Linked DNA regions of Ovis aries: region 1 is linked to region 2. A link is a contact called in public Hi-C data. All regions are on one chromosome and are shown on one strand. The core of a region is the stretch at or near the end of the contact, and the rest is flanking DNA. Distances in the headings are between cores, read along the strand shown.

Region 1 (5,778 bases), core at 2,437-4,936, 56 kb after region 2:
AGATGTTTCCATCAACATCTTTTTTGGGGATTTTTTTTAAGGTGTTTTTCTTATATTTTTTGAAGAAGTAATGCTATGTGTTTATTTTTGGCTGTGCTGGGTCTTCACTGCTGAGCGGGCTCTTCTGCAGTTGTGGCGAACGCGGGCTGCTGTCAGCTGCTGCGTGTGGGCTTCTCTCTGCGCGGGCCTCCTGTGGACCCCGGGCTCTAGGGTGTGCAGGTTGCAGTAGTTGCAGCTCCCAGGCTCGAGAGCGCAGGCTCAGTGGTTGTGTGGCGCAGGCTTAGTTGCCCTGAGGCATGTGGGATCTTCCTGGATCAGGACTGAATCTGTTTCTCCTGCATTGGCCGGTGGACTTTACCCCTGAGCCATCAGGGAAGCCCAACAGGTGATTTTTTTTTTTTTTTAGAAGAGTTACAAACTTCCTCTTTCAAAGGGCTAATACTCTGCTGTTGCCTCCAGTCTCTTGCCAACAAATAGCTCGCTTATTTAAGTGCTCTTGGCTGCATTATACCATGTGAATTCACAAGGCAGGTTAGGTCCCTGTTTTCTGGGAACTGAGAGTCTTGAGACAAGTCACAGTGAGCCAGAGGGACATGTTTTTGATGTGCAGGAAACAGAATGCATGTGTGGCTAGTGAAGCTTTAAATACTGCAGTTCATTCATCAGGAGTCCTGGTTGAGCCGCCCATCTGCCAGGCACTGCATGACCGCCATAGACCCTGCTCTTGGGGTCACAGGCAGGCAGCCGAGACAGGTGCTAATGGGACATGCCTGCAGAAATGAATGCATGCGTTGGAGGCAGTGTTAGGAAGCTGGAAAGACTCTGGAGTAATCATGAGGTCGAAGATCATACCTGCGTGAACCAGGAAGCTCTTCACTGTCCTCGGCCTTCCTCTTAAAAAATAACTAAGGTGGAACCAGTGGCTTCTTAGTTCCTTCCAGCTCACTATGGTCTTTGAACTCCAGTCTAACAAAGGCACTTTCAGTGAGTAAGGAGGCAGAGCTGAAAGTACCCTTCTTTTGTGTGAGCTGATTATGACTATGCTACATGTTTCATTCATTATCCCCTTGAGCGAAGAGTTCAGGCCTACAAGGTCACCCTGGCTGCCTCGGTCTACTGAGAACAGCACATCTTACTTTATCACAGCAGCAGTTGGCATTTTAGTGGAACCCCTCGTAATGTTTAGTTTATTCTGACATTTGAGAGAGTGGATCCGCTTTATTCGGTGATCTCAAAAAAAGCATCAACCCCCTTGCCCCTAATTCCTGTATTTGATACTTAGAATGGGAATAATAACCCAAAAGTTCTTATGAAGTCCGCAGAGGCACTGATTCAGCAAGGAAGCCGATAACTGTGGAGTGTCTGCTTTGTGCCCAGGACTGATGTGAATAAGTGGTCCCTGTCCTCAAAGAATGGATGGCCTAGGAGTAGAAAAAAGCATAAGTATTACAGGTGCCATGGTGGCAGCTGATGTCGAGTCGGAGGCACACATGTAAGAGCTGTCAGCGAGTTCTGCTGGCTGGTGGGCGTGGAAACCAGGGAGCACCGTAATACAGGGGAGAGAGTGTTAGGTGGGGGGTCAGAAGAGCTGGGCTTTTCGAATCTCAGTTCTCTGTAATTAGGTATGACGCTGATCCCTCTGAGCCTGGGTTGCCTCATCTAAGTAAAGGAAATACTGATCCCTCCGCCTCATGTCAGTCTGAGTGTGGAAATGCAGGATAGAGTTCTTTCTGTCTGAGCTCTAGGGGCAAGGTTATGTTCTTGAATGACAGAGCTGTCAGGCCACGTGTAATCGCTAAGACAAAAGATGTTATTTGAAGTAAAGATCTCAGATGAAACCCAAAGAGACATCAGCACCCTTTCAAAGGTAGCAGGTTGGCTCGGCCGCTTGAGCTGGCCTGTCCTGGCGGGTCAGCTGTCTGTGTGTGCCTTTACTGGAAGGGCAGCTGAGGGGAGGTGCTGATGTGGCCCCTGAAAGCCCGTCCTCACCTTGCCTCTGGCGGCAGGTATAGACCTATATGGCCCTTCACCTGTGCCCTTGGGGGTGGGAACCCAGTCGAGGTGTGTCTTTTTAATTCTGACCTTTCTCCCTTCTCTCCCTCATATCAGATCTTATCATGTGGGCAGCCTGCTGCAACTGGTTTTGCCTGGATGGACAGCCTGAGGAGGCCCCACCGCCCCAGGGAGCCAGGACACAGGCCTATTCCAACCCTGGGTACAGCTCCTTCCCTTCTCCCACGGGCTCAGAACCAAGCTGCAAGGCCTGTGGGGCCCACTTCGCAAGCATGGCCAGGAAGGTGAGTGTCGACTTCTGGGCCTGCTCAGCCACTGTAGCCATGGGTCCTCGGGCAGGACTCCCCTCCTTGATGCCTGCCCTTCCTTTGGCGGTGCAGAGCTGGCAACCCAGACCTGACCCATCCTTCCACACGAGTATTAGAACTAACTAAGCAGAGGGCTTCCCTAGAGGTCTGGTGGTGAAGACTGTGTGCTTCCAGTGCAGGGGGCATGGGTTTGATGCCTGGTTGGGGCACTAAGGGCTTCCCTGGCTGGTGGCTCAGCTGGTAAAGAACCCGCCTGCAATGTGGGAGACCTGTGTTCGATCCCTGGGTTGTGAAGATCCCCTGGAGAAGTGAATAGCTGCCTACCCCAGTATTCTGGCCTGGAGAATTCCATGGACTGTATAGTCCTTGGGGTTGCAGAGTCAGCACTAAGATCCAAAATGAGTTGGAGCTAAGTTGAAACTTGCAAAGAGTTGGAACTAAGATCCAACATGCTGCAAGGTATGGCTGCTGCTGCTGCTGCTGCTAAGTCGCTTCAGTTGTGTCCGACTGTGCGACGCCAAAGACGGCAGCCCACCAGGCTCCCCCATCCCTGGGATTCTCTAGGCAAGAATACTGGAGTGGGTTGCCATTTCCTTCTCCAGTGCATGAAAGTGAAAAGTCAAAGTGAAGTCATGTCTGACTCTTAGCGACCCCATGGACTGCAGCCTACCAGGCTCCTCCGTCCATGGGATTTTCCAGGCAAGAGTAAGGTATGGCTAAATGCCCCCCAAAAAACTAACCAAGCAAAAGCAAAGCAGCTCGGCAGAGATTTGGACACAGCTGATCTGAATTCCGGAGAAGGCGATGGCACCCCACTCCAGTACACTTGCCTGGAAAATCCCATGGACGGAGGAGCCTGGTAGGCTGCAGTCCATGGGGTTGCGAAGAGTTGGACATGACTGAAGTGACTTAGCAGCAGCAGCAGCAGATCTGAATTCAGATAGCAGCTCGGCCACTTCCTAGCTGTATGACTTCACCTCTTGAGATTCATTTCCCAACTGTGAAGTGGGGATATCATAGTTGTATGTAAATCACATCTCAGTGTCCTGGGAATAAAGTGAGCTAAGCTGTTCAGGGGGCCCGGCGCGATGCTTGGGGTGCAGCAGGCACTTGCTGTTTTCTTCATTAGCTGCCATCGTAAAAAGCCTGACTCTAGATGAACTTGTTCTTTTAATTGAAGGCAGTGCAGGGACATCTCAGATACACCAGGACCCTGACAAGGTGAAGACTGGAGCTTATTTATTTACTGTAGCCATGTTATTTAAAATGCATGATTGCGGTTTCCAGAGTAGGGGCAGGAAGTGAAATTGCTGGCCAGGCCAGTGGTGTGCGTAGGTGTGGGCTTCCCCTCTGTCTGGGCAAGCGTACCGGGGGGCAGAAGGTGAGCCCTGACCTGGGAGAGAACTCTACAGAATGAGAAGTGTGCAGCCCAGAATGTGATGTTCCAGTGACGATAATGGGAACTTTGAGAAGAAAAAATACTTTCTAAACCATCTGCTGTGGGCCAGGGACTATTTTAAGTGATTTGTAGAGTTTTGGTTTCACTTAATCCTCGCAGTACCTCTATGATGTAGATTTTTTGTTTCGGGTTTCTTTTTGCCATGCCACATGGCATTTGGGATATTAATTCCCCACCTGAGGATTGAATCTGCACTTGCTGCATTGGAAGCGCAGAGTCTTAACCATTGGACCCCCAGGGACGTTCTCTGATGTAGGTTTCAGGGGCCCTGACCTCCCACTTTACATATGAGAAACTAAGGCTTAAAGTTTAACAGTAAAAGGAAACTGTATCTGTCAAGTTCCTGACAAATAGCTTCCTAGACATGAAAATACTCATTCTTTCCCCTCTGCTTAGGTAGCGCCCCACAACTGTGTGGTTATTAAAAGGCAGAGCCAGGATGCAAACATATGTCTCTGACTCTCAAGTCCTCCCGCCGAAGACAGCATGTCAGACTTTGTGCAGCTCGCAGTGCTGGCCAGCCACCCCTCTGTACCTGTAAGACGGTGGAGGATGGGCAGCTTGCCTCGTTGGTCATATTTCGCCTGTGCCTCACTGCCATGCAGGGAAGGGAGCACACAGCCAGGCTCTGTTGCCATTTGCGTGGCTACCCCGGTCACTGAGAACTTGGCGGGAGAGGCTGCCAAAGCCAGGTGGCTGTGGCTCCGTGGGCAGGGGCGCCCCTCCTCGTACACGTGGACTGAGGGGTTCAGTCCGAAAATGGAGACTGAGGTGGAGAGCAGGGGGAACTCGGGGCCATGCGGTCTCAGTGCTGCTGGGGGTGGAGACTGTGGGTGGACTGAGCATCGGAGGTGATGGAAGGAGGGCCGTGGGGTCCTGTTCACGTGCCTGGCACCAAGCTAGGCATTTCAGATGCGTGGTGTCCCTGCATCCTTACACCACCCCGTGACGTTATGCTACTGTTGTGTCTTCCCATTTAACAGAAGAAGAAATTGTCCTCCTTATCTAAAGCAGTCGTTCAGCACATCAGAAGTCTGTTAGATGGCCAGAGCTTGTGCTGTTTTCATCGCTACGTTGTGAGCAGTGCTAGGAACGACCAGCAGAAGTGGCAGAGTAACTGGCAGGAAAGGAATGTGGAAAACCCTTGTCTGAATGAAGCAGCATGGGAAATTCCCTGGTGGTGCAGCGGTTAGGACTCTGCACTTTCTCTGTTCATTCACTCCCTGGTTGGGGAACTAAGATCCTGCAAGCCATACAACACAGACCAAAAAAAAAAGCAGCAGCGTGAATTTGCAGCTTTTTTTTTAAGGTCAGTTATTCTCTGGAGTGGAAATGGAGAGAAAGCACAGATAAGTGGTGATAACTTGGGAACTTATCTGAGAGAATAGCATTGAAACATACATTACCATATGTAAAACAGGTCACCATTGGGAGTTTGACGCGTGACTCAGGGCGGCCAAAGCTGGTGCTCTGTGACAACCTGGAGGGTTGGGGTGTAGAAGGGTGGGGTACAGGATAGAGAGACAAATGTATGCCTATGGCTGATTCATACTGAGGTACGGTAAAAACAGTCACAATATTGTAAAGTAACTATCCTCCAATTAAAAAAACAAACAAACAAACTTGGGAGAATCAGGAGATCTAGCATGTTTTTGACGTTGGTCAGCCAGAAGAGAGAAAGTGGATGGATGAGGGGACCGGCCCCAGAAGAAAGAGGGATGGTTGAGTGGGGGTGGGAAGGTGCTTTATTTTCTTCATAGCGGTTTTCACCACCCAGCATACATGTGTTTGTGGACTGCCTGTCTTCTCAGATGATACACAGAGTAAGGGATTCTGCCGGTTTTGTCCACAAGTTTTTCCCAGTGTCTATCTAGACTGATATGGTAGGTGGGCAATACAGTTTTTCAAATGAATGAATGAATGACTGGACTGTTGAGAAGAATTTGCAAAAGAGGAAGTAGATCAGAGAGTGTCTGCTTTCACTCTACGGCTGGCATT
Region 2 (5,503 bases), core at 239-2,738:
GGGGTTCGATCCTTGGTCAAGAAACTAGATCCCACATGCTGCACAATTTATAGAGTTTACATGCCACAACTAAGACCCGTTGCGGCCAAATAAACAAATATTGAAAAAAAAAAAACAAACGTGGGAATAATAGTACTCAGTCTGCTGGGTTGTAAAAACTGGAAATAATACTTGTAAAGTGACAGAGTCTGCATGTATAAATGATATCATTTTACTCTAGTTTTCTTTGTGATATTACTTATGTTAAAATACAAATTGTTTAGGACAACCCTGAGAGGTCTCCATAGGAAACTTAGGCATAAGAAAATTAGTCCACCTTGGGTAACAATTCTCCGTGCAACTCTAGTGCTTTGTATTAATGGTTTACTGTGTGTATGCTCAACTGTTCAGTTGTGCTTTGCGACCCCACAGACTGTAGCCCACCAGTCTCCTCTGTCCACGGGATTATCCAGGCAAGAATACTGGAGTGGGCTGCCATTTCCTTCTCCAGGGGATCTTCCAGACCCGAGAATGGAACTCACCAACCTGCATTGGCAGGCAAAATTCTTTACCACCAAGCCACCAGGGAAGCCCCCTTAATAGTTTGCTAAGCACTTCTGAATATATGTATTGGTTTATTTAATCCTCATAACAACCTGCCTCACACCAACAGTACCAATTTCTTCAGGGATGAGGCAAGGAGAGTTCAGAAATGTTAAGTACCTGCTGAAAGGTACCCAGCTGATGATGAACGGCTGGGGTGGGTTCCTCCCTACAGAGTCTTCATTCTACCAGGGCCTCCCTCTGAGGAGTTTCCTCACTTTCTTAAGGTGAAATTAGCTAACTCTTTGCCCTTAGACTGGGAAATGCTTGAGAGGGAGGTGCCATAGAGTGCATGGGACAAACACGGGTTTTGATGTCCTTCAGACCTGGCTTCTAATACCTCCCAACCATGCGACCTTGAATTAGATAGCGAACCTCGATGGGCCTGGGTTTCTTTCATTGTAGCTTGGGGGAGCCATCACCTGCTGATAGCCGTTGTGGTGAGGAACAATGGGATATGGAAGTGAGGCAACTTTTAAAATTTTCTTTTGAAACGAGTTCTGAGATGTTACAGGGCTTAGGCTCTCGAAGCTGGACCACGGTTTGGACCCTTCAGCTCCCCGCGCAGAGTGCGGTGACCCGCGTCGACTTGGAAGCAGCAGATGCCCCGACAGCGGAGTAGCGTCGCCACACACATGCGCTTAGGCTCCTGGGCCGGGGTCGGCCGCCCGCGGCCCGGGGCTCCGCCAGGGGGCGCGCGCGCGCGCGCGGAGGCCGCCCTCTGGTCTGCCCCGCGCCTCTCGCCTCTCTATGGTGGCTCGGGCGCGGCAGGAGAGGCGGCGGCGCGCTCCCGAGGGGGCGGGGCCGCTCCGGGGGCGGGGCCTGCGCGAGGGGCGGGGCCTGCGCGAGGGGCGGGAGCGACCGGCCCCGGCGGCTGGGGATGGCTGAGGGGCGGCGGGGGGGGCCAACTTCCTGGGGCCGCCCGCGAGGATGTGGCGACCGCCCCCCGGCGCCCCTCAGCCCCAGAGACGCCGCCGCGGCGCAGCCCGCAGCGCCCCTGCCTGAGGCGCCCGCGGCCCGGATCCGGCCCCTCCCCTCCCCTCCCCTTCCCCTCCCAGGTGCGGGGCCGGGCAGGCGGCCGCGACAGGTGAGGAGGCAGCGGCGCCCGCGCTGGCGTCCGCGGGGCGCCCGGCCTAGGCTGGGCTTCTGGGGGAGTCCGGAGTCGGGGAGCGCTGCTCGGCCTCGGGGTCTCGCCAGGCTGTGGTCCTGGGTGGGGGCGGGGGCGCCTCCTCTGTGCGGGGCGCGGCCTGAGACGCTCGCTGCCCACAGGGAATGAGGGGAAGCCCTCCGTCGCTGAAAAGTCTGCGCATTCAAGGTAGCCCGCACCTGTCCCATTAAAAAGTGCCCCTCACGGAAGCACTTCACCTGTGGGGGCACTAACGGGAGACGTGTGTTATCATATATTTCCAAACGCCCTCCCCGATCGGGAGGTTCAGTTGACTTGTGGGGGTTGGGGGGAAAGATGCGGCTTTTGAAGCAGAGGAAACTGAGGCAGGTGCGCGCGGCGGCCTGCGTTCAGCAGCTAGCCTGACCCTACTTTCCAGGGCAGGAGCCCCGCGGGCTTCTCGGAAGAAGGTGGAGGCTGGAGTTCGGAGGCTCGATGGAGAAGTTTGGGGATATGCTTCTCCCACCCACGTGCCCCCCTCCCCACCTAGGGGCCACTGGTGGAAGTTGGCTTCTGTTCCCCTGAGGTAACCTGTATGAGGCCGCCAGTGGCCAAGACAGAGAGGAACGGTGGGGCCTCTTCAGCTGGGTTGCCCACGAGACATTTGACCAGACATGGGGAAGAGTGCTGGCCCCGGGGAGCCACAGCCTCGCAGGCTTCTGTCTGCTCAGAGCTTGATGTCAGGCTGGCTGAAGATAGAAACAACAGTGTACTTTTTCCTTTCTGTTGGCCTGTCACTTGTTCTAGGGGAAAAACTGCCTGTGTAATCAAGGAAGAGTGCACTATGCTCCTCCCCGTCTACCCCAGGGAAGAATAACTGTTAGCTCTGATAGAGGGCTTCACCCACAACTGTCACTTTGCTCCCTGGCTAAAGGCCACCAGAAATTAAGGAACAAACATCCCCAGGTGTTATGTGGCCTTCTAAGAAAGTAAGTTTCTTGCCCATTCCGTTTTACACATGGTTTGGAGGGCAGACACCTCCTGTCACCCCCTGTTGGCTGCAACTGTGTGGGGAGTAGTTGTTTTCTCAGTGACGGTTCAAGATAGTGTGGCCAAGGTTGTCCACTGACGGGCACATTTTTCTAGGAATGGAAGCAGGCAGGGGACACGGTGCTGGCCGAGTTTGTTTGGAATTCTAGGGTTGGGAGCTAGTTCAGGGGATTTCAGGTTTGACGACTTCTTTATCCTTTTTTCTTGATTGTTTTGCCTCACATTCAAGGAAATAGATGATGGCAAGCATTTCTGAAACTCTATAGCGTATTTCCTGATAATTCCGGATTTCAGAGTACAAGTCATAAATTACAGTTTATTTAGAGGTGTTATTTTCTTAAGTTTGAAAATTGGGTATGACAATTACAGTTTGATGTGGCAAAGCCTAACTGTAATAACTTGATTGTGCATGAAGAAGGTTTCCATGTAATCTTGGACACACACACACATTTTAATGTCTGTTTAGGAAGATCAGCCCACTAGAAACTTCCATATTGATCAGGGAGACAGCTGTTATCCAGACTGTTTACCTTGGGGTCAGGGATTGTAAATCTTTGAAATTGACTTAATTTAACCCATTGCTGAAATAGCATACACAAAAAGAGAGCTGTTCTCAAAAAGATTAGAAATTAATTTGTTTTCAAAATTTTATCATGACTAAGCCAGTTGATACCACTCTGCTTAGCACTATCTTAAGACAGCAGTGGAAAAACCATTTTCAGTGACCAACATTTAAAAAGACAAACAGCAGCAATAACAAAGAACGGGTACAGTTTCTTCCCTAATTACCTGTCCATTGTGATGTTTAGTACACAAAATGTGTTGTGCCTAGAACTTTCTGAAAACACCCTCGTAAACCCAAGGAGTGTTAAGGAAACTAATTCCACCTCAATTTTTAATTCTTAGAACCTTTAATAAATACTGCTGTTGTTTTAAAAGATTAGAGACTTTTGTATGAAACTTGTACTGGCTATAGGTTTATGTTTTGAGAGGAAAGATTTAACCTCTGCACCTTAAAATCTCATAACCTCTGCAATACAGAATTGAGTTATAATTTAGAGTTTAAGGAGAATGCATAGTTTAAATTGCTGTTGCTGAAGCCTCGAGGTGTGAGCTTCCTCATTATTGTTTGGTAGTGGTTACTGGTTATTTTTGTTTGGTTACTGATTATTGGTAGGTGTGACTTGTGTTTCTGTAAGAAAGATTCTGGCACTCTGAAGGACAGTCTTTTTCTAGGCAATCACAAATTCCCATTCCTTCAGTAGGGAGATGGTGTGGCCCCTTTCTTGTTTTGTGAGTTTATATTACTTGGAGTTTTAAACCCCTAAAACCTGTTGGGCTCTTAATAGAGTATCCTATTGTATCTTACATGAAAGCCGTCCTAGATGGTTTAGAATCATTGGCCTTACGTGTTGAAAGACTTTAGCTCTCCCAGTTTCCAGGATTTATCTGCTGTGGTCAGGACAGTGGTTTTATCTAATCCTCATGATGCCATTCTTAGCTTAAACCCATTATCCTCCTTTATCTTTGTTAAGACTGTCATGAAGTTTCTCTGCTTTCTCTAGTTCAGGGTGACTGTTCCACATGTTTAATGCATTTGGGCCCATTAACGTTCAGAATTGGAGCGGTTGGTTAAGAGAATCTACCTGTTTTTAAACATATTCCTTTTTCAAGGCAAGCATAAAAATCTTGAGTTTCCTCTGGGGATAATCAGCTCTTTAAAAATCTAATAGGAAAACAAAATCTGGTTTTTCCAGCTTTTTACCAGTATGATTATTCTTAACCTTTTCTTCTATTCTGGTTTTGCCAGTACAGTGACTAGTGAATGATGATCCAGAGGCACGGGAAAACCCAAGATCTCCCAAATCATCAAAAGAAGGTCACATTGTATTCAGTGTAGCTTTAGCCTTTTTAACTAAAAAGTGAGTTTTATTACAAGGAGTTCCCAAAGCCAGCCACTCCTTGAAAGATTCGCTACAAAGCGGTTTTGTCACTGAGGGGTTCTTTAAAAATACAGATTTCCCAGCTCCACTTCCTGAAGTGTTTTTTTGTTTTTGTTTTGAGTGGATAAGTGATGACCGAGAATCTGTTTTTTTTTTTTTGAGAATCTGTATTTTAAAAGCCACTCTGGGCAGCTACTTACAAAAAACTCCCCGAGTGATTCTGATCTGCAACCGGGTTTAGGAACCAGTGTTGCATCGCTTTGAAAGTCTTTATAAATTGGTAGTCCCTTTAAAAGCGTCATTATGTTATTCAGGATGTTTGATTTGCTAGAATAGTCCATTTCTGAGTCATGACAGATAACAAAGAGCTTTTATAACTTTTATGTAAATTACTTTCCAGAGGGGCCCTGTCTGCCGTATTATCTGTCAGGAGTCATGAGGGAGGGTTGGTGAGAGTAGCTTCCTGTATTTCCTGAGTGGACAAATGAATGATAATGTGGAAACCACTGGAGGACTGAACGGGTAGTCAAATCTAGTTCTGACCAGTGTTGCATAGGAGAGCTGCCTGGTCAGCCTCTGTATGTAAGATTTTAAAATATAGCCAGTTTGCCAGATGTTTCATTTCTACATTAACTGAAGCGCTTATTGGATATGATGGATGCTTAATAGGCAATAAAATTTAGTCACAGGTCCTTTGCCGAGTTCATGGAAGGAAGAAAAGGTGAAATCCAGAGCCCTCTGAGTTAAAGCAGAATGTGGCACTTAATATGTTAGGGAATTAAATTTGGGGGAAATGTAAGTTTAGAAAAGAGACAAACCTGGC

What was found. A called contact is a pair of places that touch in the nucleus more often than the background predicts.
Region 1: a contact with region 2 is called in a Hi-C map of blood, with 3 times the contacts expected there. The contact joins the enhancer-like site here to the promoter of RFFL in region 2. A contact is called at or near these places in 7 of 16 Hi-C or Micro-C datasets (blood, hypothalamus, mixed tissues and 1 more).

Annotation. Positions count from the first base shown.
Region 1 is chr11:14,769,710-14,775,487 of ARS-UI_Ramb_v3.0, forward strand. RFFL (ring finger and FYVE like domain containing E3 ubiquitin protein ligase) reads left to right here. Exons shown (of 8, transcript XM_042255416.1): 3 at 2,110-2,297. The coding sequence starts at 2,118. Among named protein-coding and RNA genes, the nearest start is that of LIG3, 43 kb to the right of the region's middle. Within about 2 kb of position 3,687, at least 4 of the 54 cell types and tissues checked have an H3K27ac peak or open chromatin away from gene starts, as enhancers often do.
Region 2 is chr11:14,716,057-14,721,559 of ARS-UI_Ramb_v3.0, forward strand. It overlaps RFFL (ring finger and FYVE like domain containing E3 ubiquitin protein ligase), which reads left to right and starts at 1,489. Exons shown (of 8, transcript XM_042255416.1): 1 at 1,489-1,669; 2 at 2,495-2,676.